Regions from separate parts of the Capra hircus genome. Here region 2 is linked to region 1. Evidence: chromatin contacts called from public Hi-C data. All regions are on one chromosome and are shown on one strand. Each heading gives the region's core, a stretch centred on a gene start, on an enhancer-like site or on the middle of the called end of the contact. The rest is flanking DNA. Distances are from core to core; before and after follow the strand shown.

What was found. A called contact is a pair of places that touch in the nucleus more often than the background predicts.
Region 2: a Hi-C map of liver shows a contact between it and region 1, with 1.8 times the contacts expected there. The contact joins two enhancer-like sites. A contact is called at or near these places in 2 of 5 Hi-C or Micro-C datasets (blood and liver).

The regions. Positions count from the first base shown.
Region 1 is chr1:106,942,945-106,946,334 of ARS1.2, reverse strand. It overlaps LOC102180430, which reads right to left. Exons shown (of 19, transcript XM_018050332.1): 9 at 3,204-3,251; 10 at 2,999-3,045; 11 at 2,858-2,907; 12 at 2,113-2,330; 13 at 1,749-1,999. Among named protein-coding and RNA genes, the nearest start is that of IL12A, 27 kb to the left of the region's middle. Within about 2 kb of position 1,419, at least 1 of the 5 cell types and tissues checked has an H3K27ac peak or open chromatin away from gene starts, as enhancers often do.
Region 2 is chr1:107,086,271-107,089,604 of ARS1.2, reverse strand. All of the region lies in intron 7 of LOC102180704 (schwannomin-interacting protein 1), which reads left to right. Among named protein-coding and RNA genes, the nearest start is that of IL12A, 120 kb to the right of the region's middle. Within about 2 kb of position 1,549, at least 1 of the 5 cell types and tissues checked has an H3K27ac peak or open chromatin away from gene starts, as enhancers often do.

The DNA.
Region 1 (3,390 bases), core at 170-2,669:
ATGACACCACCCTTATGGCAGAAAGTGAAGAAGATCTAAAGAGCCTCTTGATGAAAGTGAAAGAGGAGAGCAAAAAAGTTGCCTTCAGCTCAACATTCAGAAAACTAAGATCATGGCATCACTTCATGGCAAACAGATGGGGAAACAGTGGAAACAGTGGCTGACTTTATTTTTCTGGGCTCCAAAATCACTGCAGATGGTGACTGCAGCCATGAAATTAAAAGACACTTACTCCTTGGAAGGAAACTTAGGACCAATCTAGACAGCATATTAAAAAGCAGAGACATTACTTTGTCAACAAAGGTCCATCTAGTTGAGGCTATGGTTTTTCCAGTAGTCATGTATGGATGTGAGAGTCGGACTATAAAGAAGGCTGAGCACCGAAGAATTGATGCTTTTGAACTGTGGTGTTGGAGAAGACTCTTGTGAGTCCCTTGGACTGCAAGGAGATCCAACCAGTCCATTCTAAAGGAGATCAGTCCTGAGTGTTCATTAGAAGGACTGATGTTGAAGCTGAAACTCCAATACTTTGGCAACCTGATGCGAAGAGCTGACTCATTTGAAAAGACCCTGATGCTGGGAAAGATTGAGGGCAGGAGGAGAAGGGGGCAACAGAGGATGAGATGGTTGGATGGCATCACCAACTCAATGGACATGGGTTTGGGTAAACTCTGGGAGTTGGTGATGGACAGAGAGGCCTGGTGTGCTGCGGTTCATAGGGTCGCAGACTCAGACACGACTGAGTGACTGAACTGAAATTAATGCTTTTTTTTTTTCCGCATCGGTCAAACCCCGATTTTGAATCTGAAAGGATAATTTTGAGTCACTGCTTTATCTTTTGTCAGTGCTCCACCCACCTCTAAGTCATTATAACTGTACTGACAGTGAGTCAGGGTATAAAAGGAGATTCGATCCTCTGTTTTCAATGATATAATTCAGAACATGGGCTACAACATAGATTTATTCTGCATTCTGGCAAACGGGTTCCATTATGAATATCCAAACCCTTCTGCTCAGGTCATTCTACCTTAAACATACTGGGTGCTTCATGAATATCTGCTGCTACAAAACCCAGAATGTCGAATCCATGAACCAAACGTCAACTTTTATCCAAAAAATTATTCTGGAATGAGTTACCCTAATGAGGTATGTCTTACTGGCAGAGCTTTAAGCCAAGGAGGAACCTCCAGTCTCCCTATGTTTGACCCAAAGACCCGAAACGGCCCCCCAGTATATCCAGAGCAGGTGCCTCACCAACTGTAATGTCCCAGTCACCTGGGAATACTAAGCAGGGCAGGCTCTGAGTCTGCAGGTCGGGGCGACGCTGAGATTTGGCATTTTAAGGAGCACCCTTGCTGACGGAAACCAGCCGCTCCTGGTTCCCTGGTCCCCAAATCACATGTTCAGCAGCAAGGCTGTAGAGAACAGATGGCCTTGGCTGTTCTCCAGGCAACCGTCTCCAAGGCCAGGCCTGCTGGATCATGCCACACCCACCTCTAGAGAGCTATTTTCCTATCTGCTCTCCTCCCGACGCTGTTCACATGTATAAACACCCATGCTCCATGGCTCTGAGGGCCTGGCACTGATCTTCTAACTTCTGTGAGTGAGCATGACATCAGACCCACCATGGGGAGACAATTAAACCAACAGAGACACCCAGATCTTAAATCAACAGACATCACCCAGACCTTGTATAAAGTCTGAACACACAGTATTCAACATTTAGTATTCACTTTCATTGGCTTTACCTTGATGAAGGATTCATTATTGGTTGCTACGTACACTCGGAAAGACAAGGACGGGTTATGGTCGATGGCTTTGTACAGAATCACCGCCCCGTGGTGGAATACCGTCTCTTCGCTTTGAATAACGGGTCCCACAGGAGAAAGAGAGCTCACACGCCATTTGACGTGGGTTGCAGAATGGTCCACAGTATATTCTAATGAGGCCCCAGTACTTTTAACATGGAAGACTTTGAACATCATGTTGGTATCTCGGTCTGTTAACACAGGAAGGTGAATTAGTGTTCTGGGCGTTGCATGCGTTGCACACATACTCTCACACGTCCACACATGCACATGCCAATTAAACTTTTAGCAAACAAGTACTCACGACCCAAGCAGAGGGAATGTGGAAACTGAATGGAGGTAAGACAGAGCGGGTCACATTTAACATCAAACAAGGGTCCACCGACGGCCCAGGGCTTCTCAATGAGGTCTGAATATTTGCTCCAGGACAAGACGCAATACTTGATATCAACTTTCCTGTTAACCTCAAATATCAGACCAGTCTCCGTGCACTGGTAAGTTCCCTCTCCATCCACCTTCAGCCTGCATCGGACAGAGAAGAACACCTGTCAAGTCCTGATGTTTGTTTAGGAGAGGATTTCTTTAAAAAAAATTTTTTTAACTCATTTTATTTTGTTGTTTAATTTCACTCAAAAGCACTGAGGGAACTCCATAACATTTTGAAGCAGCATCACAATCAAAGGAAGCAATCTAAGGCTTTTCCCGGTGGCTCAGTAGTAAAGAATTCTCCTGCCAGTGCAGGAGACACAGATTTGATTTCTCATCTGAGAAGATCCCACCTACCTCGGAGCAACTAAGCCCGTGTGCCACAGGAAAGTAGCCCCCACTCCTCGCAACTAGAGAAAAGCCCGCACAGCTACAAAGACTCGGCACAGCCAAAACAAATAAATAAAATTATACATATATATAAAAAGAAAACAATCCAAGAAAGGACATAAAATGTGTGAAGTTAAGTTATGCTGTTTTGTGTTTCCCCAACTTCTGGTTATTTTTACATAGGCAGATAAATTACTAATGGTATCATGTCTCCTCAATTCCCAGTGACTCACAAAAACTGTCCTCGGGAAAGAAGCCTGGGGGTCACGAGTTCATTGTGTTTCTGGAGAAAAAGCACAGAATAACACATAAGTAAATGTCATTTTCTTAAATAAAGCAAATTAATCTTCCTTTATAATTAAAAACATACTTACATTTTCAGCATTACAGTGTTCACAGTGAGCTTGGATCTTATTAGATTCTAAATGATAGAGAAAAAATTTTACTTACAGGAATGTGACAGGCATTTTCAGACAAAATTTTTTTGACAAATATATATGATATGACCATATCACAAAATCCAAAGATATAGGCCCCCTCAGCAATAATGAGACTATTTTGGAGAATGTAAGTTCATACCTGAATTATAATGCTGTGTGGGCAATTCTTTATCCTCCCATTCTTCAACTGTAAAAGATATTGTCACACATGTATTGGCATAAGTCAGTTACAGGGTAAATCAGTTAAACCCCCCCCCCCCACACACACACACACCCAGCTTCACACCAATAAGAACCTTGTGCTAAATCACTTCAGTTGTGTCTGA
Region 2 (3,334 bases), core at 300-2,799, 140 kb before region 1:
CCTCAATCTGGTCAGCAGTTCTGGCCTAAGAAATTTATTCTGAAGGACCATCCTCTGGGGAGTTGTCCCTAAGCCCTTCCATGCTGGCATGCTTCCAGCACATGGTGGGTGCCCCCAAGTGGCACTTGCTGTTATCTGACCCAACTCCTGATGACATCTGCCATGCCCAGAAGGCAAGGACCCTGGCATCTTTCCACAGCATCTTTCCACCAGATTGCTCTCAGCATGGGGAGACTCCAAGACTTGAGTTTATAGCTGGGCCTGGCTCCAGGCCCCCTCTCTGTAAAGAGGTAAAGAATGCCTCCTTCCCTGGGGAATAGGGAAGCTAGACTAATGCTGGTCAAGATCTTGCATTTCTTTGTCATTTCCTTCGTGGAAAAGCCTCTCACAATAAGTATGTGAAGTGCATGAAAAAACTGTGAGCATTCCTACGGTCTTATGACACCTTTTCTGAGTCAGTTTATAGGAAGTCTTTAAGCCACAAGGCAACAATTACTATTAATCCCAGAAATGGTATTCAGAGAGTAGAGGCTCCCAAAGAAAGAAAGAAAACTGCTTGTCACAGTAACATAAGGAATTAACCATGTGATCCAGAACCATCCAAGGGAAGCTTGACAACATATGTAGTGACAATGCTCTCAGCACTCACCACAGGGACCTCTTCTCTGTGTGAGACACTGCGTAAAATATTTTCCCAAATGCAGTGTTATAAAAATAGCTCAGGTAACAAAATGAAGACTGCAGAACTATGTTTAAAGCTTGTTTTTAAAGACCTATGGGCAGCACTCTGTTTTGTATGCTTTGGATGTTATTGCCATTGCTCGTAACAAAAACACACAAAAAACCAGAAGGTCTTCTCATACCTTCTTAGCTGGTACCACTCAAATATTGTTACTGCCCCCTACAGATATATTCAGGCACTGCACCAGCAATTGTAAGACACCTCCCTTTTTGGCTAAGAACTTTGCATATAGGGGTTAAGATTATGGGAAATCAGGGGCTTCCTTTGTGGCCCACAGGTAAAGAAATCCACCTGCCAATTCAGGAGCCGGGGGTTCAACCCCTGGTCCAGGAGCCTCGGAGCAACTAAGCCCCTGAGCCACATGTGTTGAGCCTCTGCTCTAGAGCCCGTGAGCCGCAATTACTGCAGACCAGTGCCCTATGGTGGAGCCTGGTAGGCTGCCGTCTATGGGGTCGCACAGAGTCGGACACAACTGAAGCGACTTAGCAGCAGCATCAGGAGTGCGCTAGAGCCTGTGCTCCACAATAAGAGAAGCCACCATGATGAGAAGCCCGCACGAGGCAACTAAAGAGTAACCCCTGCTCCCCACAGCTAGACAGAAGCACAAGCAGTAACAAAAGGTCCAGCACAGCTAATAAGTAAATGAAATTATTTTTTAAAAAAAGATTCTGGGAAATCAGTAGTGAACTGTACAAGGACATGCATCTTCTGAAAAATATGTAAACCCTTTCATCAGTTCTGTGACTTGCCAATGGTAACAGAGGACAGTTTCTCTGTCCCTCAGAGCAGTGCTGGCACTCCTTGGTGCAAAGAAGACATTCAGAGGCCCCTCCCTTTCCTCAGAATGTTCAGCTGTTACTTGGGTCTGCACTGTACTATGTTTATACTGCAGATGGTATGATGGTGGGAGACAGGGAGGGCAGAACCATGGGGTTTAGAGGAGAGGAGTCACTTATTTAAAGGTGTTGGAGGAACCCTTGAAACAAGAGCAGGTGGGGAGTAGTTTCTATGTCCGTTTCTGGCTGCAAAAATATAATTTTGCTCATGGGGGGTGGAATCTAAATATACTTCAACTTCCCCAAAGGTGGCCATGCCAGAATGTTGCTGCCAGATCCCAGAGACTGAGAGCATGGCCACCAGGAAGCCCTGCTCACCTCCCTTTACCTGTCCAGCTCCTACCATTCAGGTGTCAGTTCAGGTCCATGGTTCTCAATTTCAGTTGCACATTGGAATCACCTGGGGAGCCTTTAAAATATTGATGCCTGGGTCTCACTCCCAAAGGTTCTGATTTAACTATTCTGTGAGACAGGGACTTCTGTGCATTCGAAGTTTTTTAAAGCTTTCCTGATGACTCCAATACATGGCCTAATTCAAAAACCACAGGTTGAGATACTTCTTTGGAGTAGTGCTCCCTGAACCCCCAAGACTGACCTAGGACCCTCTTTGTGCTTCTGGCAGCATTGCATTCCTCCCAAGTGGGGCCTGATCATATTGTGTTATATTTGTTTGCTGTCTTTCCCAGCCTGGCTGTGTTGTTATTCAGTCGCTATATCATGTCCAACTCTTTGCGACTCCATAGACTGCAGTACACCAGGCTTCCCTGACCTCTGCTATCTCCCGGAGCTTGCTCAAACTCGTGTCCTTTGACTCCATGATGCCATCCAGCCATCTCATCCTCTGTCGCCCCCTTGTCCTCCTGCCTTCAATCTTTCCCAGCATCAGGGTCTTTTCCAATGAGTCAGTTCTTCACATCAGGTGGCCAAAGTATTAGATCTTCAGCTTTAGACACAATGCTTATTTTTGTTCATTTCAGAGTCCTCAGAGCCTCAGACAGAGGCTGCCAAGCACATAGTAAGTCCTCAAAAGTGATTGTTGATGTAAAGGAGTTCTTGTAGGGCTTGAGTGAAATTAATTCTACTAAAGACTTTCATATAAATAGTTGATGAGAACCTTTTAGTTTTATAAACTGAAACTCTTTCCCTCCTTTGTTTAAAATTTTAGTGAAATTCACCCTTGTATGGATGTCTCAAAAATAACACCCAACTTTCAATATTTTCTGAAGCTATTACCTATCTGTTCTTTCCTTGTCTCTCAGAAAACCTCATGTTGTAGGTTTGCACAACACACTCAGACAAAGAGATACATATTTAAAGCTACTATAAGAACCATAATTTAATTAGCTACATGGAATCTTAGCCACTGGTTATCAGTTTGTTCAAGTGAGGCCTTTGAGCTACTTTATGAAAATAATCAAGATTCTTTTACACACCTAAAAAGATGATCTGCTAAAAGGCATGATTTTTCTTGGGGATACAGTGCTATTGTTACCTTTTTTCCTGAGTCCCTTTAGTGTTCAGTGAATATGGGAATATTATTTGTGGGCTGCTGCATGTGGCAAGGACACTACTGTCACTTCCCTTTTCTGAAAATATTTGTGGTTTGTCTTCCCTGTGCCATAGATGTGAAACATTCTGCATCATTAATACCAGTGAGTTACGCTTGATGTCATTAACTGCCCAAGTCAAGGCAGTACACAGAAATTGCCCCTGAACCTTTGATTACAGCTGGAAAGCACAGCATTAGATAACTTTT